Regions from separate parts of the Sus scrofa genome. Here regions 1, 3 and 4 are each linked to region 2. A link is a contact called in public Hi-C, HiChIP or PLAC-seq and promoter capture Hi-C data. All regions are on one chromosome and are shown on one strand. The core of a region is the stretch at or near the end of the contact, and the rest is flanking DNA. Distances in the headings are between cores, read along the strand shown. Region 1 holds the start of SKA1 (spindle and kinetochore-associated protein 1). Region 2 holds the start of ACAA2 (acetyl-CoA acyltransferase 2). Region 3 holds the start of MBD1 (methyl-CpG-binding domain protein 1). Region 4 holds the start of CXXC1 (CXXC-type zinc finger protein 1).

The links. Promoter capture Hi-C pulls out the DNA fragments that hold promoters and counts their contacts. A called contact is a pair of places that touch in the nucleus more often than the background predicts. HiChIP or PLAC-seq counts read pairs in DNA pulled down with a chosen protein or histone mark.
Region 1: a promoter capture Hi-C map of liver shows a contact between it and region 2, with 4 times the contacts expected there. The contact joins the promoter of SKA1 here to the promoter of ACAA2 in region 2. A contact is called at or near these places in 1 of 5 promoter capture datasets (liver) and 1 of 47 Hi-C or Micro-C datasets (liver).
Region 3: a contact with region 2 is called in an H3K27ac HiChIP or PLAC-seq map of alveolar macrophages. The contact joins the promoter of MBD1 here to the promoter of ACAA2 in region 2. A contact is called at or near these places in 1 of 47 Hi-C or Micro-C datasets (skeletal muscle) and 1 of 2 datasets of contacts at active chromatin or transcription factors (alveolar macrophages).
Region 4: a contact with region 2 is called in a Hi-C map of skeletal muscle, with 7 times the contacts expected there. The contact joins the promoter of CXXC1 here to the promoter of ACAA2 in region 2. A contact is called at or near these places in 2 of 5 promoter capture datasets (fetal skeletal muscle and liver) and 1 of 47 Hi-C or Micro-C datasets (skeletal muscle).

The regions. Positions count from the first base shown.
Region 1 is chr1:99,973,836-99,979,163 of Sscrofa11.1, reverse strand. It overlaps SKA1 (spindle and kinetochore-associated protein 1), which reads right to left and starts at 2,810. Exons shown (of 7, transcript XM_005654425.3): 1 at 2,621-2,810; 2 at 1,467-1,565. The coding sequence starts at 1,554.
Region 2 is chr1:99,309,243-99,314,968 of Sscrofa11.1, reverse strand. ACAA2 (acetyl-CoA acyltransferase 2) reads left to right here and starts at 4,210. Exons shown (of 10, transcript NM_001167638.1): 1 at 4,210-4,225. The coding sequence starts at 4,210. LOC102158467 (a long non-coding RNA gene) reads right to left here and starts at 3,635. Exons shown (of 3, transcript XR_002344322.1): 1 at 3,539-3,635; 2 at 1,917-2,138; 3 at 887-929.
Region 3 is chr1:99,913,609-99,919,065 of Sscrofa11.1, reverse strand. It overlaps MBD1 (methyl-CpG-binding domain protein 1), which reads left to right and starts at 1,738. Exons shown (of 24, transcript XR_002344345.1): 1 at 1,738-1,875; 2 at 3,173-3,307.
Region 4 is chr1:99,936,537-99,942,071 of Sscrofa11.1, reverse strand. It overlaps CXXC1 (CXXC-type zinc finger protein 1), which reads left to right and starts at 1,947. Exons shown (of 15, transcript XM_003121437.4): 1 at 1,947-2,182; 2 at 2,981-3,099; 3 at 3,204-3,304; 4 at 3,616-3,851; 5 at 3,943-4,137; 6 at 4,526-4,552; 7 at 4,629-4,874; 8 at 5,043-5,150; 9 at 5,283-5,467. The coding sequence starts at 2,180.

The DNA.
Region 1 (5,328 bases), core at 1,561-4,060, 670 kb before region 2:
GCCAAGTTCTACACTGGGAATCCGAATACAAAAACCACAGTCCCAACCAACTACCCATCAGCTGGGGGAACCTGGACAAGTCACCTGACTTCTAAGCCTCCGTTTCCTCATTTACACACCAGGTGCCTTGAAAAGATGAACCCACCACCCTTTGGGCTTTTTATTGACTCCCTCAGCCCCAAACTGTAAAACAGATGATGCTCTTTATTAGTGGTTCACAACAAGAGAAGGAAAATATCAAAGTCTCAGGAGGACATCTAAAATTTGAAAGGACATACCAACATTATAATTTCATATTGGAATTTTTTAATATTATCAATTCTTAATACAAACTACAATAAAAGTTCAACAGCATCTTCCCAGCAGATGGAATTCCACTGATCAATAAATCTTTTTTTTTTTTTAGGGTCGCACCCTCCACATACAGAAATTCCCCAACCAGGGGTTGAATTAGAGCTGCAGCGGCCAGCCTATACCACAGCTCACAGCAACATGAGATCCTTAACCCACTTAGCAAGGCCAGGGATTGAACCTGCATTCTCATGGATATATTCAGGCTCATTACCACTGAGCCACAATGGGAACTACCGAATCAATAAATCTTTAGCTCTCCTAGGTAGGGTTATAGCATTTTTGTAAATGCTATTTTTCTAGATTTTACAAGTATTCTCTATTTTTTTTTTTTTTTCGTCTTTTTAGGGCTGTACCCGCAGCATATGGAGGTTCCAGGATAGGGGTCAAATCAGAGCTGCAGCCACCGACCTATGCCACAGCCACAGCAGTACCAGATCTGAGCCATGTCTGCTATCTACACCATAGCCCTTGGCAACACTGGATTCTTAACCCACTGAGCAAGGCCAGGGATCGAACCTGCGTCCTCATGGATCCTAGTCAGATTTGCCTCTGCCGAGCCATGACGTCAACTTGTGGATCCTCTATTTTTCTGCACTTCCATGACCTTATCCACTTTCAGCTCTTCAAAATATTTTGGGATATGGTTACAACCTCCAGATTTCTGGATGTGTAAAAAACTGATTTCATTTTCATTTAGTTATTTCTTAGGGATATAAATTGCTAAGTTTCCTCCAAAGCAGGCTGTAAGATGGGCTATGGGCTAATTCTACCTCTGTGGGTCTTTCCTACTTTTGATTTTCTTTGCCTTTTAGTAGCTCTATTTGCCTCCAGAACTAGAAAAATGCTACAGAACCTTCAAATCTTACTATTCTGCCTTGTGTGTGTCTCAGAAAAGCATTAAGTAAATAAATGTAATTAATAGAAAATTCACTGTTCAATGGAACCTGCATTTTAGTATCCACTGTAATATTCACAATACCAATGCTGGAGTGTTTTAAAAATCATTATTAGAAACTTAAAATCACCTAACATATCAGGTATATCACTCAAAGTGGCACAATAATCAAAATGCATTTATTATGTACAAAGCCAGTGGAATCTGTTTTACTTACCACAATTTCTTAACGACAGAGTTTTTTTAATATTGCCAATTTTTTCATTAATATGTGAGCACAGTTGTTCCAGATCTGACAAGGCCATCCTTTAAGCCGCTGAAGAAAAAAAACATATTTATTAAAAAAAAAAAAAAAAAAAAAAGCCAGACAAATTTCAGTTCACTTTCAAAAAAATCCAAGAATGGGAGTTCCCTTTGTGGCGCAGTAGAAACGAATCCGACTAGGAACCATGAGGTTCAGGTATGATCCCTGGCACTGCTCAGTGGGTTGAAGATCCCGCGTTGCTTGGGCTGTGGTGAAGCCCGGCAGCTGTAGCTCCCATTAGACCCCTAGCATGGGAACCTCCATATGCTGTGGGTACGGCCCTAAAAAGACCAAAAAAAAAAAGAGAGAGAGAGAGAGAGAAACTCCAAGAATGGTAAATATCCAGTAAGATACTTCTCGGAAAGAATATAGGAATTCCTGATGTGGTGCAGTGAGTTAAGGATCCAGCTGCGGCTGAGTGGATCCCTGGCCCAGGAAATTCCATATGACACTGGAGCGGCCAAAAAAGGGGGGTTGGGGGGAGAAAGTACAAAAACTCAACAGCAATTTCTTTGTTGTGAGCCACACGGGAAGTCCAACAGCAATTTCTTTCAATTCTATAAAATTCAGTTTCTAACCAAAGTCCAGTATTGACTTGTCCTAGAACCTTCTGTAGTTAATGTCCTACAAATCGGGGTCCAGGCGATAAGCGTGCATCATTTCCTTAAGGATTTAGAGGAACAAATGCACTATGTATATATAAAGTATTGGTAATTTATTTTTTTTAATGTTTTCTGTAAAAACTCAAAATACATAAAAATCTTAAAGAATTCTAAGTTCAAAGAAACAGGTCCAAGTAAACATTTCTGCTATGCTGTGGGGGTGGGAACTTTACTATTTAGGGTAAAGAGACGAGGGAGGGGAAGGAAAGAAATCAGGTACTATCTATCCGCTCACTCCGAGGATAGCTGACAAGTCTGCAGCATCCCCCCCAGCTCACCCAGCGAGGTAAAGTGAAGCTCTGCTCCTCCGCCCAACCCGGTCCGGCCCCGCGCGCCCCCCCCTCCGTCCGAACAATGCCTTCCGCCCGCTTTCCGAGGGCAAGATCTTCAACTCTAGGCTCCAACCTAGCGCGGGTCCCGCAGCGAAGAGCCCACCTACAGCGGTCGCGAAGCGTGTAGACCACTCCAGTCTCGGCCGGAAGTCCAGAATCGCGAGACTCAACTCCCGGAGCGAAATTCAAACTACCCGCCGGGACCCGGAGTCGCGCAAGCGCACTTCAGGGCTCTCGGACAGCGAGCTGAGGCGCGCCAAGCATTTCCGTGTTTATCCTGGGCCAAAGCTGGGCGGCGGCGGGGGCGAAGCGGGCAAAAGCTCAGCTGAGTCCGCTTTGGCGAGAAACAGAGCTAGGACGCCTGCCCTTCCTACTCCGTGCGGTAGCAGGTGATCTCAGTTGATCACCCACTCCTGACCTTGCTCCAGCCAGGAGTCAGTCGTTGTGGGAATCAAATCGCGAGCTGAAACAGCGGGTCTCCAAATTGGCTGCAAGTTAGAATCACCGGGGCAGTTTTTACAAATTCCAGTGCCTAAGCCGTACCCCAAATCAGTGAATTCACTCTGTTAGTGGGGTCCAAACCTTAATATTAAAAACAAACAAACAAAAACCCCAGCTAATTCCAAAAAGCAGCCAAGTTTGTGAGCTATAAGGCAGAGAGACTCTCTGCCTTCGTGGAGTTTACAGCTTCCGTAAGGGCGAATGCAAATTTAAAACGAGAAAAAAGTTTAGTTCTCCCTGTTGAAAAAAAGGGGAAATCATCCCAGGCCTGGTGTGGCAGTTCCACCATCATCAAGGATCCAGGATCCTTCCTTCTTTAGGCGCCACGGTCCCTGACATCACGCATTCTGGCGTTATGGTTGCTTGTGGTGCAAGATAATTGCCAGTTCCTTTCTCAGTTTTTTTTGTTTTGTTTTGTTTTTTGTCTTTTCTTGGGCCACTCCTGAGGCAGATGGAGGTTCCCAGGCTAGGGGTCTAATCGGAGCTGTAGCTGCCAGCCTACGCCAGAGCCACGTCTGCGACCTACACCACAGCTCACGGAAACGCCGGATGGTTAACCCACTGAGCAAGGGCAGGGATCGAACAGCAACCTCATGCTTCCTAGTCGGATTCGTTAACCACTGCGCCACGATGGGAACTCCCTTTCTCAGTTCTTTAAGAGGCAATGGTAACAAACAGGCTCACTTACTACCTGAAACAGCAACTTTAAAGAATTTTCTTGGAAACCACACCCAACGGCTTCTTTCCGCTTTCTACTGGTCACTCACATTTGCAAGTGAGACTAGAAAAAAAAATGATTAAACTTTTTTTGGATCTGGACAGTTACATTGCATCCTCAACAACATAGGAGTTCTTTTGGAAAGGGAGAATGAGAGAGCATAGGTGAATAGCTCCCTTGGCCATTTCTCCTTGTTTTTACGTTTCTTATTATGAGAGTTCTCCTGTGGCGCAACGGATCGCTGGAAGCGCTAGTTTCGGACCTGCACCTTGAAGGGCACCAGGCACAGGAGGTTAAGGATCTGGAGTTGCAGCAGTTGTGGCCCTAACCCTGGAAACTCCATAAGTTGCAGGGCTGCCAAAAACAAACAAACCTCTTTTATTATGGAAAATTTCAAACATTTGGTGTTAGAATTGTCCAAAGAACCCCCTCCTCAACTCATCATCCAGCTTTAACCATTGTTAATTTATCACAATGTTGTTTCATCTATTCCTCCTCTCATCACACCCCTTGCATACTGGAGTATCTTGAAGCAAATCTCAAACAGCATACTTTTTTCTTTTCTGTTCTTTTTTGTTTTGTTGTTCTTTGTTTTTTGGCCTCACCCAAGGCATGGGGAAGTTCCCGGGCCAGGGATCCAATCTGTGCCACTGCAGTGACCTGAGCCACAGCAGCGGCAACCCCAGATCCTTAACCACTAGGCCACCAGGGAATACCCTCAAACATTTTATCTTTTCATCCAAAAACCTTCCCATATCTACCTCCTAAAGATAGAAACTTTTTTAAAGTTGTTTATTTTAAAAACTGTTGGTTTGTTTGAATTAGAATCCAAACAAGATTTACACATTGTTATTTGGTTGATACATTTTTTAAATCTCTTTCAATCTCAACACAAAGCCTTTCATTGTAGGACTAAATGTCAGGCTTAAAATGTCAATATTCTATGAAAAACAATGTAACAGAAATTCACCCTGCAGCATCCAGGACAAACATTATCAGCTTATCTCCCAGGAGAAAATAAGTAGGGAGAAGAAAGTATAAAGGCACTGAATACAAGAGGAGAGGTGGGGAAATGGAGAAAAAATATGAATTGAGCAATTGGATCACACTGCTACTTCTTTCTGGAACTGGTTTACTTGGCAGGACTCCTTGAGTTGCAATGACAGAAATTCAATCCAAACTGATTTAAGCAAGAAAAAAAAAAAGACTATTTGGCTTATAAAACTGTATAATTGTGTGTGTGTGTGTGTGTGTGTGTGTGTGTGTGTGTGTGTGTTTGGTTATAGCTGAACCCAGGTACTCAAACACACTGTTAAGAAAGCCATCTCCATCTCTCAGTTATGTGTTTTCTGTGTTGCTTCCATCCTCAGGCAGCCTTTCCCCTATGGTTGTCTCTTCAGAGGTGTACATTCAGTCTCCAGCCTTTCACAGTGGGTTTTAAGGATCCAGAGTTGCCACAGTTGCAGCATAGATCGCAGCTATGGCTAGGATTCCATCCCTGGCCTGGGAAATTCCACATGCTGTGATGTGGGAAAAAAGAAAAAGGAGGTAAGATAAGAGAA
Region 2 (5,726 bases), core at 2,961-5,460:
CATCTAAGGGATGACACCCAGAGCCTAGGGAGAGGGCCCTGCTCTTCTGTCCCCACTGTGCATCCCCCACCCTGCCCCTCGTGCACAGGCTGTGTGCTCCCCTCCCTCACAGGAGGCTCATTTCACTGTCTTTCTTTAGGAGCAATGGTGCCATTCACTGTGCACCTGGGGCAAGCCTTGGGGACAGCCCCCTTGGGCGTGACTGCAGACACTGGTCCCCCTGGGTGTCCACTGCCTGTTACCCATAAAATTTATATGGAACCATAAAAGACCTAGAGTTGCCAAAGCAATCTTGAAAAAGAACCAAGCAGGCAATCAAACCCTCCCAGACTTCAGACAATACTACAAGCTACAGTTATCAAAACTGGTACTGGCACAAAAAACAGACTATATGGATCAGTGCAACAGAATAGAGAGCCCAGAACCAAACCCATACACTTACAAGCAATTATCTTCAACAAAGGAGGTGAGCATATACATTGAAGAGAGTCTCCTTAGCAAAGTGATACTGGGGAGTTGGACAGCCGCATGTAGATCAATGAAGTCAGAACACACCCTCACCCCATGCATAAAAATAACTCAAAATTGCTTAAATATAAGACAGGACACAATAAAACTCCTAGGAGGGAACATAGGTAAAACATTCTCCAACATAAGTCATACCAATGTTTTATTAGGTCAGTTTCCCAGGTAAAAATAAGAGTCCCCATTGTAGCTCAGTGGGTTAAGAACCTGATTCAGAACCATGAAGATGCAGGATTGATTCCTGGCCTTGCTCAGTGGGTTAAGGATCCGGTGTTGCTGCCAGCTGTGGTGTAGGTCCCAGACATGGCTCGGATCTGGCATTGCTGTGGCTGTGGTGTAGGCCGGCAGCTATGGCTCGGATTAGACCCCTAGCCTGGGAACCTCCACAAGCCATAACTGTGGCCCTAAAAAGAAAAAAAAAAACAAACAAACTAAAATTAGAGTTGCCATATGATCCAGCAATCCCACTCCTAGGCATATATCCAGACAAAACTACAATTCAAAAAGATATACACACCCCTATGTTCATAGCCACACTATTTACAATAGCCACAACATAGAAAGAACATAAATGCCCTGATGAATGGATAAAGAATATGTGGTGTGTATATACACACAATGGACTACTACTCAGCCATAAAAAAGAATGAAATAATGCCATCTGCAGGAACATGGATGGACCTAGATATTATCATACTAATGAGGTGAAACAGAGAGAGAAAAATATGACATCACTTATAAATGGAATCTAAAATATGACACAGGAGCTCCTGCTGTGGTACAGTTTAAGATTAGCAGATGCAAACCATTATATATGCAAACCTATATATATATAGGATGGATAAACAACAAGCCCCTACTTGTTGGGACTACACTCAAGAGCCCCACTCAATATCTTATAATAAACTATAATGGGAACTATATTCAATATCTTGTAATAAACTATAATGGAAAAGAATGTGAAAAATAATATATATTTTTAATTAAATCACTTTGCTATGCAGTAGAAATTAACACAACATTGTAAATCAACTCTACCTCAATAAAATATTTTTTAGAAAAACTAAAATGTTGAGTTCCTGTTGTGGTTCACTGGGTTAAGATCCCAATATCCATGAGGATGCAGGTTCAATCCCTGGCCTTGCTTAGTGGGTTAAGGATCTGGTGTTGCTGTGAGCTGTGGTGCAAATCACAGATGTGCCTTAGATCCCATGTTGCTGTGGCTGTGGCATAGGCTGGCAGCTGCAGTTCAGATATAACCCTGAGGTGGGAACTTCTAGATGCCACAGGTGCAGGCCTAAGAAGCAAAAAATAAATAAATAAAATAAAATGTTGTCATAGTTCAAAAAAAAAAAAAAAAAAAGAGAGAGAGAGAAAGGAAAAACCCCTACCTATTTCATGGAGTTGCAAAATGTCCCTCAATTTGGATTTGTCTGATGTTATGTGAATTATGTTTTTCTGTTTTGTACAATTCTCATATTGCCTGAGTGTAAAAATTATAAACGGCGTTCATAAGTGCTTGTTTCAATGCTGGACAAACAGTTCCCAAATGTGGCAGTTTTATTTTACTATCACTCTCTGCTCATCCTCTAGAATATGCCGTGGGTGTGACCCTAAAAAGACAGAAAGACAAAAATAAATAAATAAATAAATAAATACAATGTTAATAATCTTAGAATTTCTGTATTGAATCGATGACTGTCAATTTCCTGGATTTGCTCAAATGAAAGAAACAGAAAAAGAAAAGGAATAAACCAGAGGATCGAATTACAATAGCTGGTGAGAAAAAGGGAACAATGGCTAAATGGGAGTTGGATGGGAAATGAATGATGTACATCTGTAACTATGGACATGTTCTAATTACATTTTGAAAGCCTTGAGTGGTTTGGATTACAAGAATCCAATTCAATCCTGAACACATGGAAATTTTCCCTTAAAAGAGTAAACAAATACTGACCTCTAACATGAACTAAGGTATTCCTGGGGTGAAGTGTACTAAGGTCTGCGTAAATAAATAAATAAGATGGTTTGATGGAAGAAGAGAGGAAATGATACAGCAAATATGGCAAAATGTTAAGGGTAGAATACAGTCAGTGAATATACCAGTGTTTGCTCTTTCTATGTTTCTTTCTACTTTTCTGTAAGTTCGAGAAAGTTTTCACAATAACAACACTGGGTTAAAAAAAATAGGAGTTCTTGCTGCAGCGCCGGGATGCAGTTTTGATACCCCACCCAACACGGAGCCAGTGGTGTAAAACGCTAGAGCAGCTCTGATCTGATCCCTGACCCAGGAACTTCCATATGCCGAGTGGCGGCCCAAACAAAAAAAAAAACAAAAACAAAAACAAAACACCCCAAACCCAAACAAACCAAAAAAAAAAAAAAAAAACCCACAACAACAAACGATGTGACAGGGCCACGAAAGTGTTTGAAGAGAAGGCATTCGCTGTTGGCTCAGAAAACCTCAGAGCCTCCCACCACCCCTTATCAGAAGCCTGAGGCAGCCTGGCCGGCCTCCAAGCCCTGGCGCTGAGAATCTGCCCCATCTCTGCCCGGATCGCCTCCTGCTACCCTGGTCTCAGATCGTTCTCAGCACAAACTCCATCACCTGGTTCCCAGATCTCAGATTGCGCAGTGGTCACGTCATCATCGACCAGGGCTCACAGTTACAGCGGCAGAGGCATCCCTAACCTCCCTCATCCCTAGCCTAACCAGCTGCCCCTCCTCTTCCCCCCAACCCCCGTTCCCGGCCCCCACCTCGCCAGTCACGTATTATAATCCTCTCAGGCTCCAGGCCAGCAGCAGCGCTGCCAAGCCATGGGGCCCAATCATATAAGGAAAATACTGCGGCTTCATTCGGGGCCTGCAAAGTGGAACAGGGGGCGCCTCCGCCCTAAAACAGTCGCTACACTCCTAGGGCGCAAACCTCCCCGCCCCCTCCCGGGACCTATTTCCCCTCCCCCGCCCAGAGGCCTAGGCCTTTGCCAGCGGTCTGGGCAGTGGCCTACCCAACCTGCAAAATGGGCTTAGCCAATCCCCCCTCGCCATCTTCCACGCTCCGCCCATTCGACTTCCGGCAGCGCCGCACCAACTGATCTTCAGCTTTTGCGGAAGGTGGGGCAGGTTTATAAAGGCTGGGAAGAGAATGGATAGGGTAGAGTCAAATTATTTTTTTTTTCCCCCTGGGGGAATAGAGAATGGGAGTTTCCGTTGAGGAAATGAACCTGACTAGTGCCCATGAAGATAAGGTTCATTCCTGGCCTCGCACACTCAGTGGGTTAAGGATCTATAGATAGCAAATGGGGCTAGGATCTAGTGTTGCTGTGACTGTGGATAGGCCGGCAGCTGCAACTCGGATTGGACCCCCTAGCCCGGGAACTTCCGTATGACGTGGCTGTGGCCCTAAAAAAAAAAAAAAAAAACCACACAGAGATAAAGTCCTAAAAACGATGTGAGGGAAAAATCCGCTCACGAGGACCCTAGTCCCAGTGCCTCCGCCCCCACCCAGTCCTGTGGGATGGCGCTTAGAGGGCTGAGAGTTCCAAAGCGGCGGATAACTGGCTGGGTGCCCAATGTGTGAGAAGGCAGGGGCGCGGCCCTGCTGGCACCGCCCCCTCGCTCCTAAAGTCTGCAGGACCTCGCGCGGCCGGTCTGCATCGAGGAGGACCCTACGCTGCAGCCACCATGGCTCTGCTCCGAGGTGAGCGCCTCCGGCCCTTGTGGTCTGGTCTAGGAGGGAATCTGCGTCGCCTGCACAGAAAAGGGGACTTGGAAGAAATGCAACGCCGAAAGCATTGTTTGGGTTCAGGAGAAAACATACTTGTAAGGCACTGTTTATAGTAACCTCTGCAACTTCCAGTTGAGAGGACAGTTTGCTCACTTCCGACCTTGAAGGTCATTTTTCGTCTCCGCGGGGTAGTGACTCACCCTGTGGTTCAGCGATCTGGGAGGCGGCGGAGCCTGCTCAGTAAGCCGGGGCCAGAGGAGTACCTTTCAGATGAACCCGGTGGGCTCGGCCTTGGTCAAGGCGTGGGCAAGACTTGGGGGAAGTATGGATGTTTTTTTGGGGTGTCCAGGAAATTTCTGCCGCAGTGACCGTCTCCTCTAACATGCTTGTTAGCGTTCTGTTGGAGAACCTGACCTAATCCCCCTTTCCCTTCCATTTCTTTTGAGTGACTCCAGAAACCAGAAACGTGTAAATCACTGAAGACGTAAATTCTGTAGTTTTGGTTTTTTTGTTTTTTGTTTTTTGTTTTTTTACTGCACCCAGAGCGTGCAGAAATTCCTGGGCCAGGGACGGAACCCGAGCCACAGTAGTGACAGCGATCAGTCCTTATCCATTAGGCCACCAGGGAACTCCTATGGTTATTAACTTAAAAAATTATATGAACTCTGCTTTTCATAACAAATGGTCACAGTAAATGGAATTTTAAAAGTTCATCCTTGTAGTTCCTGACATGAACCCGACTAGTATCCATGAGGACTTGGTTCCATCCCTGGCCTCACTCAGTGGGTTAAGGATCTGGAGTTCCCATGAGCTGTGGTGTAGGTAGCAGATGCTGCTGGCTGCTCGGATCTGGCATTTCTGGGGCTGTGGTGTAGGCTGGCAGCTACAGCTCTAATTTGACCACTGGTCTGGGGGCATATGCTGAAAGTGTGGCCCCAGAAAGACAAAAGAAAAGAAAAGCTCATGCTTATTTTGTGTCCTTTGAAGAACCTTCCGATAGAACAGTTTATGTATATTAAAAATGACTTCAGGTCTCATGTTTGAGGAATTGTGTTCATGATGGTACTGCTTATAGAGTGAGAAAAACTGAGGAGACTTAACTTGGAAGAGAATATTGAGCCGCTCAAGTGCAGATGACAGGTAGGCAGTTGGAAAGGGGTATCTGGGGCTCAGAAAAACCTAAATGACCTGTGAACAGTGCAAGTGAAAAATGGGATTTCCGAAACAAAATGTTTCCTATAATTGGATTTAATTTTTCAGTGCTCTTTCCAACTCTGAATTTAATAAAGCAGCATATTGACTTTTTTAGATGAGTTATGCAAAAAACCCAAATCATGTAAAAGCTGCATTATCATCAGCTATCTTCTTTAAAAGAAAATAGTATTTTTGTTGATTTCTCTATTTTTATTTTTTATTTTATTTTATTTTATTTTTTTTTTTGTCTTTTTGCCATTTCTAGGGCCACTCCCACGGC
Region 3 (5,457 bases), core at 489-2,988, 610 kb before region 2:
CAGCAGGTTAAGACTAGTATCCATGAGGATGTGGGTTCAATCCCTGGTCTTGCTCAGTGGGTCAAGGATCCAGCATTGCCATGAGCTGTGACCTAGTGTTGCTGTGGCTGTGACCTAGGCCAGTAGCTGCAGCTCCCTTCCACCCCTAGCCTGGGAAATTCCGTATGTCATTGGTGCGACCACAAAAAAAAAAAAAAAAAAAAAAATCTGCTAACAGCATGGAACTAAAAGCAAGCAAGGCAGGTTAGATTTGGTGGGCCTACTCAAGTTAGCTTTCAGTTTCCCTACGAAAGGAGAAGAACGTTCATGCTCAGAACTGAGTTTTTTTCCTCCCCTCAGGGGTCTTATGAGCATTATTACTCACAGATCATTAACCATCTGCGTCAGCAACACGTGGTCTCCCAATTTTCATATCAGATGAAGGCAAGTGTAGAAGTTGGTCAGGAAACTTCTGTGGCTCTGGTACATTCCTTGTGAGTAGGCTAGAGCTCAGTCATGCAGAAAGGGGAGGGGTTAGGACTGTGAGTTTGCAATGGAGCTGAAAAAACGGAGTCAATGTGGTTCAGCCACAGTACCTTCGCTTTATGTAAGGTGCTGGTCATTCTGATTTTTTTCTTTTTTTGGTCTTTTTGCCCTAGAAAGGGCTGCTCCCGTGACATATGGAGGTTCCCAGGCTAGGGGTCGAATCAGAGCTGTAGCTGCTGGCCTACGCCACAGCCAGAAAAACGCCGGATCCTTAACCTACTGAGCAAGGCCAGGGATCGAACCCACAACCTCATGGTTTCTAGTCAGATTCGTTAACCACTGCGCCATGACGGAAACTCCTGGTCATTCTGATTTTTCATCCTTTGTCTCAAATATATATGTGTATATATACATAAACGGTGTATTCGGGAGTTCCCATGCAGTGGTTAACGAATCCGACTAGGAACCATGAGATTGCAGGTTCGATCCCTGGCCTTGCTTAGTGGGTTAAGGATCCCGCGTAGCTGTGATCTGTGGTGTAGGTTGCAGACGAGGCTCGGATCCCGCATTGCTGTGGCTCTGGCATAGGCCAGCGGCTACAGCTCCGAATCCACCCCTAGCCTAGGAACCTCCATATCCCACAGAAGCGGCCCAAGAAAAATGGCAAAAAGACCAAAAACAAACAAACAAAAAAAAGCCGGTGTCTTCGACTTCTAATAGGCGTAATAGGTCTCGGAGTTTTCTGATAGACTATCTCCTGGTTTATAATTCTCAGCTTGGCTCAAATAAAATTTTCTATTTCTCCTTTAGATCGACTATTGATTATTTTTTCCTTGACAGGAGGAACTTGAGAGCACAAACGCGACAGAGGCAACAGGTGGGAGAAGAGAGCTCCGGCTCAATCCCGGCCTTCTTCTCCGCTCCCTCCCATTACTCCAGTTGGAGGCCGCCAGCAAAACAGACGGCAAGACCAACCCCAGTCTTCCTTGTCCTCTTGGGCTGGGACTGGAGAGAGCAAGCGAAAACGAGTCGTGCAAAGTAGGGCAAAGCAGGTGCGCATGCCTAGCAGGTCTCGAAAGAGGCGGGAGCTGGGGATAGATGCCAATACGCAAGCGCAGCAGGTCCCCTTAAAATAGGCGCGCGCTGCGCTAGGACTCAACACGCAGGCGCAGAGGCATCCCATAGAAGGGCCAGCGCCAGAGGGCATTAGCGCGCAGGCGTCCCGCCAGGGGGGGCGGAGCCCGAGATGTGGGCAGCGGATTTCCGGTTCCTGGAGCAACGAACGGTCGCGGCGGCGACAGCTACCGCTTCGGAGGAAGCGGCTGTGGAGAAGGAAGAAGGGAAGCTGGACGGGGCGGGAGTCAAAACCGGGACCCTCGTCATGGGTCCGCGAACCTAGAGCGGCGGAAGGTACCGGCCGGGAGCCGAGCTGGTGAGACAGTGGTGGGGGTGGAAATGAAGATCGCTCAGGCGGGGAATGGGGAAGAATTGAGGCTCAGAACGCTGATCGAGAGCAATGAAGGGCCCTCAGGCCGATGTGTAGGAGGAATGGCGGCGTCGGAATATTGAAAGGGAGTAATGGGGAGATTTAGGCGGAGGACGGGGAGGAATGGGGCTCAGAAGGCTGACAGGTGGAAGTGTCGGATCTTGGACGAGGACGGAGAGGAAAAGGGGAGGATCCGAACGCTGAGCGGGACATATCGGGGCCTCTCAGGTTAAGGAAAGAGAAATGGGGGTTTAGAACGCTGAAGGGGAGAAAAGAGGGATCTTCAGGCTAATAACGAGGGAAAATGGGGCTTTGGAATGCTGAAAGGGAGGGACGGGGTTCTCCTATAGAGGATGATGAGAGATAGGGGGTCAGAACACTGACAGTTAGGGATGGCATGATCTGGACCAAGAGGAAGAGGGGTGGGGAGTTCAGAATGCTGAAGGGAGAAATCAGGGTTTCTCAGGCTGATGAGAGGAATAGAGGATGAGGACGCTGAAGGGAACTTTTTAGCTTTGGAAGATGGAAATAGGGAGGTTTGGGGGCTTGGGAAGGACTTGAGTCTCAGAACACTGACAAAGGGAAAGTAAGGTGGGGAAGTCTTTCAGTTTGAGGAACAGAAGGAATGAAGGGTTATTCAGGTCAAAAATGTGGAGAATTTGGGGGACTCTCTGGCATAGGACACAGAAGAAATTGAGGCAATAACACCAAGGCAGCAGGATAAGAGGACAGCATAGAGGGAAGGAATGGGAAGGATAAAGGATTGCAAGAGAGAAATTAGTGACTCTTGGGTCAAGGAAGGGAATAAATGGGAGGTCAGGACACCGAGGTAGAGTACTGGGACTTTAGTCTGAGGAGGAGTCCTGTGGGGGCCTCTTGGACTGAGAATGGGAGGAATGAGGTCTCTCAGGCTGAGGATGGGGAGGGATGGGGATTAGGACCCTGAAAGTGAGGAATGCATTGAGGGTAGGGACCCTTGAGTTGAGGATGGGGCTACCAGATCAAGAAGGGGGATGAATGACACAAGCTGCTGGGCCCAGGACAGGAAAGAATGGAGTGGCGATGGGGGTTTTTCTCTTCCTTATATTGTCCAGTTGCTTGTGACAGGTCTTAGGTTTTAAACAAGCATTAATTGATGCCACCACACATTTGTGTGTCCTGGGGCACAGCATGTCCCTTCCTAGAGCCTCAGTTTCTCCCACTGCCCCCTCCATGTTGCAGGCCGCCGTTCCTTCCTGTGGCCCCCATGGCTGAGGACTGGCTGGACTGCCCGGCCCTGGGCCCTGGCTGGAAGCGCCGTGAGGTCTTTCGAAAGTCAGGTGCCACCTGCGGACGCTCAGACACCTATTACCAGAGGTACTGGGTGGGTTGTGGACAGAATCAGGGGTTAGAGCTGAGCCCGATTAGGCAGGGTAAAATCAGGGGGTGTGGTTAAATTTATGGGCAGGATTAAATTATGCATGTACAGTTGATCCTTATTATTTGCAGATTCCATATTTGCAAATTTGTTTACTCATTAAAATTTGTTTGTACCCCCAGAGTCATACTCACTGCTTTCATGGTCATTTGTGGATGTGCACAGAGCAGCAAAAAATAAGTTGCCTGATGCATGTGTTCCCAGCCGAGGTTGAATTAGGCTTTCTTCTTTTCAGCCCTTGTATTGTAAACAAGTATTCTTTTTGAGGTCTACTTAGCGTCTTGTTTTTTTTTTTTTTTTTTTTTTTTGCATTTTTTTTGTGGTTTTTAATGGTTATTTTTGCTGTTTATAGTTGTCCCCAAGTGTAGTGTTGATGTGCTGCCTAGTGTTCTAAGTGTAAGAAATCTGATGTGGTATAGGAGAAAATACATGTTAAATAAGCTTTGTTCAAGAATGAGTTGCAGTGCTGTTGGCAGTGAGTTCAATATTAATGAGTCAAAAAGGCAGTATACCTAGAAAAAGAAGAGGAAGTTTGCCAGTTAGTACATGAGACTGCTCTAGAAAGTGCTAAATTAACATCTATAGTATGTGATGAAGCTAAGGAAAAGGTGGGAGTTCTCTTGTGGATCAGCAGGTTAAGGATCCAGTGTTATCACTAGTGGCTTGGGTCACTGCTGTGGCACAGGTTTGATTTCTGGCCTGGGAACTTCCTCATGCCATGCATGTGGCCAAAAAAGGGGGGGGGAGAAGTGGATAAATGTATTGATCCATGAGATGATGACCAAAGTGTAGTAGATAGTGTTGTGAGGCTGAAAGCAAAGGACATTAATGATCATGTTACCTAGGGTTAGGAAAATGTTAAGCCTGTCTCAGCTAGTTCAGGCTGGCTCACACATTTTACAAGTTGATACATCGTGAAAAGTGTTAAATTTGCAAGGGAGTCAGGTTCTGCAGATCAGAGTCTGGAAGAATTTTAAAAACACCTGTTAAGTGTTATATGGATAAAGGGTTATCTAGAAGGGTAGCTAGCTTTTCAATGCTGATGAGATTAGCTTGTTTTAGAAGGACATTGACAAAGGAACCTATATAACACAGATGACTTCCAAAGCTCCTGGCTTTATGTCATTCAGAGGCCATGCAATTAATTATTTGTAAGAATAATATATTAAGCAGAGTGTCTTTAAACATAAATACACAGTATAAACAAGGTTATATACTGATCAATTGACAAAAATGTGACCAGAGGCTTGCAGGACCCTAACCTGTAGTTCCATTAGGCGTATTAGTTCTGTACTCACTAATTCAGTGTTCAAGATGATTTTATAGGACAGAATTACTGTGAATAATGAGAATTGACTATAAATACATGTACATGCATGTTTATAAACAAGCTACATTTAAAGGTTTAAGATCTTTTAGAATATATTATTGGTAGAGTTATTACATTTTCTGAACTTCTTTGTATATAAGTTGCTGGGGAAACCTGGAGAAATAAAGTTGTAAATACAGTTACATTTATTTATAGTTAGTTATATGCTTATTCACATATTTATAATTTGTATAAAACTTTCCAAATTTGTAAATATAAGTGCAATGATCAAGAACTGAAAAGGATCAGAGATTTTACCTTATTAGGGCAAGATAACAAGTGAACAGGTTGCAGTTTTGTGGATGCTGGTGGGAGACATGAGACTCCATCAGAAATGAAAGACAGTTTACTACTCACAGCAATAGCAGTATCCAGTATGTCATCATTATTGTGCCAGTTCCTCAAATGCCAATTCCCACAGGGTAACGTGAAGACGTCTGATTAGCACCTGCCCATGCCCTGGGTTGTGTTGTTGCAAAGGAACCCAGAGCTTAAGGAATCTCATCTTCTATAACGTTAGGACGGTAAGGGTGCCTTCCATTTGCTTTGGAAGGACACCCTATATCTTATCTTCCAAGGCTGATACTGTACACACATCCTTGAAAGGATAGTTCATAACAAAGGATTGTCAGTACTGCTCTTCTAAGGGCATGCAGAAATGCTAGAGACCTGTGGAATATTGTCTCCTGACATCAGTTATTTATACTTTGTATTGTATGT
Region 4 (5,535 bases), core at 698-3,197, 630 kb before region 2:
AGGGGAGGGTGTACTGACATTTTTTTAATCTCACTTGATTTCCATGGTTGCCCAGGTTAGATCATTACATCATTACCCTGAGGAGATGCCTAGCTCTCTGATCTGCAGATTTTTTTTATTATACACACTTCCATTTTTTAAAAAATTAAAAATTAACTTTATAGGAGAGAACACTGTATCATATATGAAACAAGAGAACTGAAGTGGACATCACCAGGAATTGGGCAAATCTACACTCTGGTGGTCACCAGTGTTAGCTATGCAGCAGTAGGGAAAGGATAGAGTTAAACCCAAGTGTGTTTGGTTTGCAGAAACTAACCATTAAGTTTCAGAAAGTTCCAGACACCAGATGTTCCAAGAAGGCTAGGATGCATTCTAGTAAACAAGATACTACAGTGAGAACAAGTAATCAAGAACAGACTTGCTTGAAGCTTTGGGCAACCTAGAGCAACCTCTGCCTATTACAAGGATCATGCCTACTCCTAGGCTTAAAAATCCCCCATGGAGACAGAGCTTTGAGGGCTATCTCCTGTCTCCTTACTTGTCATAAGTAATAAGAAATAAATGCTTCCGGTTTAACTGAAAGTTCTTGGTGTGTTCATCAGTGAAGCACCCCAAGTGACAAACTCATTGTGTCTGGTCACACAGGGTCAGGGGAAGACTTGATGAAGCCTTTAAAATTTTTGGTCCATCCATTCTCACCACACATGGTCAGGTCATCATCATTTACTGCCAGTCTGTGGTTTCTCTGGACTAATTCTGAGGGATGAGGGCTGCTGCAGAGGCCCAGAGGCTTAATCTTGCTAAGCCTGGCTAACATCTGATAGGAGGAGTGACAGCTGGAAAGAGTGGTGGGAAGAGTCAACAGAGATAATCAATAAACTATACTAAGGAACAGAAGAGCTGTTGTTATGATTGTGGCACGTGGAAGTTCCCTGGCCAGGGAGTGAATCTGTGCCGCTACAGCGACTCAGGGCAGCTGCTGTGACAACACCAGATCCTTAACCCTCTGAGCCAGCAGGGAACGCTGAAGAGAGTTTTATTTGAGCCAAGCTGCGGACTGGGGCAGGAGTGCAGCCTCCACCAAGGAAGTAAGGGCTCCAGAGAAGCATGGTTTTCAGCACAGTTTCATACCCTGTCAGAACAAAGAGAATACATCAAACACGACAGGGGTACCTTTCTTCAAGGTTTCAACAGACCCTAGTTACAAATTAGCATATAGACAGACAGCGAGCGTTACCTTGACATCTGGAACAGGTACTTTAATCTCCAAGAAGATCTAGCATTGGTGTCATAGGAAGGGAGGCATTTCTCCCTACTGTAAAAGTGGACATTCTTTATATAATGGTTAAAGCAAAATACAAGGTATGTTTGACTGTTCTAGTTCACATAAAGTTCAGGACAAATCAGGTATAAGCCCGGCTGGCTTCATTAGTCCCCAATATGCGAAATTTTCTTCCATCAGAGGTGATATGGGAGGCGTAACAACAGGACTGATTTCCTTCCCAAAGCAAAGCACAGCATGCCTGGAGCCCATTATTAAAATACATGTGGAAGGGAAAAATGACTGAATAAGAGCGTCTCAATCGGGTAACGTTGCCAAAGCTGCCCCTTCGCCTGCGAACATCTAGACAGTACCAGCTGCTGGCATCGTAATCGACCGCCAAGATGGCGGCGCCCTCTCAGAAGCCGTTTAGGACGCTGCCATGTGTTGCCTATGAACGGAGGGACTCTGCCACCTTACGGAATCGGATTTCAAGATGACGGCGTCTGCTTGGAAATCGCTCAGTAGGCGCGACCATATTGCCTAAACGTCTGGGCCGTACAAACAGTCCTGTACGGACAGGACCCGCAGACAAGGTGGCGGCGCCCTCGGTAGAGCGAAATATAGGCGTGGCCATGTTGCTTGCGAACTTATGGACGCGGCCACCGTACGGTCTCAGTAGTCAAGATGGCGGCGCCTGAGAGACAGTCCGGGCTTTTAGGCGTGCTACTTGCTTGTTTGTCGCGGAGCGGACGCACTGGGCCTGCGCAATAGGAGTACCTTGCTTGGGAGGCGCGTCTAAAAGCGGAAGTGCTTGTGGGCGCCTTTGCAACGGCCGCGGACGCCGCCGAGCGGTCTGTGTAGGTTCGCGGGTCTCTGGCGGGGTTTGTGAGGGGCTTCGCCAGGAGCGGAGAAATGGTGAGTGCGAGGTCCCAGGATGGGTCGGCGGTCGAGGTCAGTGGGGTTGGAAGCGGCGGGTTCCATGGGCAAACGCATAGGGGGTCTTTGGTGAACCGTAAGAAGAGTCTCTGGGCAGAATGGAGGGGGCCCGTGGTAAGCCTTAACAGGAGTCTGTGGGTAGAATGATGGGGGGCTGATGGTCAGATTTTTTATTTATGCGTAAGCCACATGGGAGTTCTGTGATGAGGGTCCGTAATGGAAGTTTAGGGGGGATCCGTGGTGGTAGTTCCTTGGGGGTCCGGATGGGGGATTCTTTGTGCGGAGTGATGATAAGCTTGCGAAGAGTTGTCTTGGGCAGTCTGGAGTGAGCAGTGTGAGTCCGTGTGGAGGGACCCAGGGGGCGGGGCTGTCTCCGAGGTTAATAACCGGGCATCTGAGGGGAACCCAGGTGGGAAGGCTGAGGAATAAATCATATGGTGTCTGTGAGACCCTGTGGTGGGGATTTGTGGGGAGCCATGTCGGAGGGCAAAATATGGTGAGTGGTAGGTTGTTTGTAACTAGCCGTCAAGAGTGGGAGAGTGGAGTAATGGGCTATCAGTGGGATGAGTGATTGGAAGTCTGGGGCAGAGTAGTGGGTGTCAGAAGTGAGTCATGGGGGTGATCTGTGGGGACTATGGTGGAGAGGTTGATGAGGAGCCATGATGAGACTATTGGCAGAGTGTTGGGGTCTGTGGTGAACCTTGATGGAACTGTACTGGAGGGATGAGGTGCCATGATGGGGGTTCTCTAAGAAGCCATGGTGGGGATATCCCACAGGAGGGGGATGCTTCAGACCCAGAACCTCCAGATGCTGGGGAGGACAGCAAGTCAGAGAATGGGGAGAATGCGCCCATCTACTGCATCTGCCGCAAACCAGACATCAACTGCTTCATGATGTGAGCTGGGGGAGAGGTGGGCAGGATTGACACCTGGCCAGGTTGCGGGGAGGCCGATGGGGCAGGACCCCTCACATCTCCATCACTCACCCTGTTTTCTGCAGCGGGTGTGACAACTGCAATGAGTGGTTTCATGGGGACTGCATCCGGATCACTGAGAAGATGGCCAAGGCCATCCGGGAGTGGTATTGTCGCGAGTGCCGAGGTGAGGGAGTGGAATGGACAGGGCAGGCAAGTGGGGCTTCGAGGGAGGAGGAGGAGCCTTTATGGGAAGGTGAGTCCTGGGGAGCGGTGATATGTGTCTGGGGACAGAGTGATTATTGGTTGTGCTGAGCTGGAACGGAGGCTTCATTGTGAGCTGTGATAGAAAGTCCCACTGGCAGGGGCAGCTCTTCTGGGGGTATGAAGACAGAGCAGGTGGGTGGGACAGAAGAGGAGAGAAGGGGAAGAAAGACTTCTGGGACCATCCATATCTCCCAGTGCCAACACATGCTGGCTGTATCCTCTGTCCCACAGAGAAGGATCCCAAGCTGGAGATCCGCTATCGGCACAAGAAGTCACGGGAGCGGGACAGTAACGAGCGAGATGGCAGTGAGCCCCGGGACGAGGGTGGAGGGCGCAAGAGGCCTGTCCCGGAAGCGGACCTGCAGCGCCGGGCAGGGACGGGGACAGGGGTTGGGGCCATGCTTGCCCGGGGCTCCGCCTCGCCCCACAAATCCTCTCCACAGCCCCTGGTGGCCCCACCCAGCCAGGTGAGTGGCTTTGATGTCTGGAATAGGTGAGGGGATCCTATCTCAGGCCCTGCTCTGGTTCCTAATTTCTGTTCTGGGCACCTCGTCCTAGCATCACCAGCAGCAGCAGCAGCAGCAGCAACAACAGCAGATCAAACGGTCAGCCCGCATGTGTGGCGAGTGTGAGGCCTGCCGGCGCACTGAGGACTGTGGCCACTGTGACTTCTGCCGAGACATGAAAAAGTTCGGGGGTCCCAACAAGATCCGGCAGAAGTGCCGGCTGCGTCAGTGCCAGCTTCGGGCCCGGGTGAGCATGGGCAGGGCTGGGCAGGGTCTGGGGGGGCCATTGTCTTCAGAAAGAGATGATTAAGGCTAGGGCGGGTGGGCTGGGTGGGGTGGGGCATAATTGTATACAGATAGCTGGGGAGGAGCCCGGCCTGTCCTGATGAATGGGGTGCAACCAGGTGTGCTGGGCTAGCAGGGGAGCCCCCAACCTCAGCTGGGCAGGGTAGGACCAGATGTTTCCAGGTGGTCAAGCATGTCAAGGCAGGTGGGGCAGGGCTGAGCATGTCCTAGTGATGGGGGGGCAGGTGTGTTTAGGGAGTTGGTGGGGTCAAGCACTTGTGGAAAGGGTAAGGGCAGGGCCACCCTCCATCCACCTGGGGCTGACCTGGGCCTTCCTCCTGCCGGCACAGGAATCGTACAAGTACTTCCCTTCCTCGGTGAGTCCAGCCCCCCAGGGCGGGCGGGGCATGCGGGCAGGGCGGTCAGGGCCAGTCCTGAGATTCTGCCCCGCAGCTCTCGCCAGTGACGCCCTCAGAGTCCCTGCCAAGGCCTCGCCGGCCACTGCCCACCCAGCAGCAGCCACAGCCATCGCAGAAGCTGGGGCGCATCCGTGAGGACGAGGGGGCAGTGGCATCTTCGGCAGTCAAGGAGCCACCAGAGGCTACGGCTACGCCCGAGCCGCTCTCGGACGAGGATCTCCCACTGGACCCTGACCTGTACCAGGACTTCTGTGCAGGGGCCTTTGATGACCATGGCCTGGTGAGCAGGCAGAGCGTCCCATGGTGGAAGGGTAGAGGTTACAGAAGCAGAGAATGTCCATAATGAGGAGAGAGGAGGCAGAGGGTATGGAAAGCTGATTTGGGGACCGAGTGGGTGGTGGGGAAGTTAGGAGTGGAGCAGGCGAATCAGTGCCTGCCTCACTTGCAGCCCTGGATGAGTGACACGGAGGAGTCCCCATTCCTGGACCCCGCGCTTCGGAAGAGGGCCGTGAAAGTGAAGCATGTGAAGCGTCGGGAGAAAAAGTCTGACAAGAAGGTGATGGAGGCAATGGAATTGGGGTGGGGAGGGAGGCCGAGAACCAGGAAGCGGGGTGGGTGGGGGTGTAGGGGGAGACAGGACCTGGGGTTGACTTCAGCTCTGCCCTGACCCGACCAGTCTTCTCCACAGAAAGAAGAAAGATACAAGCGGCATCGGCAGAAGCAGAAGCACAAGGACAAATGGAAACACCCTGAGCGCGCTGATGCCAAGGACCCAGCATCGCTACCGCAGTGCCTGGGGCCTGGCTGTGTGCGCCCTGCCCAGCCCGGCTCCAAGTATTGCTCAGACGACTGTGGCATGAAGCTGGCAGCCAAGTGAGTCATTCCTGGAGGGCTTAGGGGGTCAGCGAGCACAGAGTAGGGCATGACCAGAGCCCCCTTTA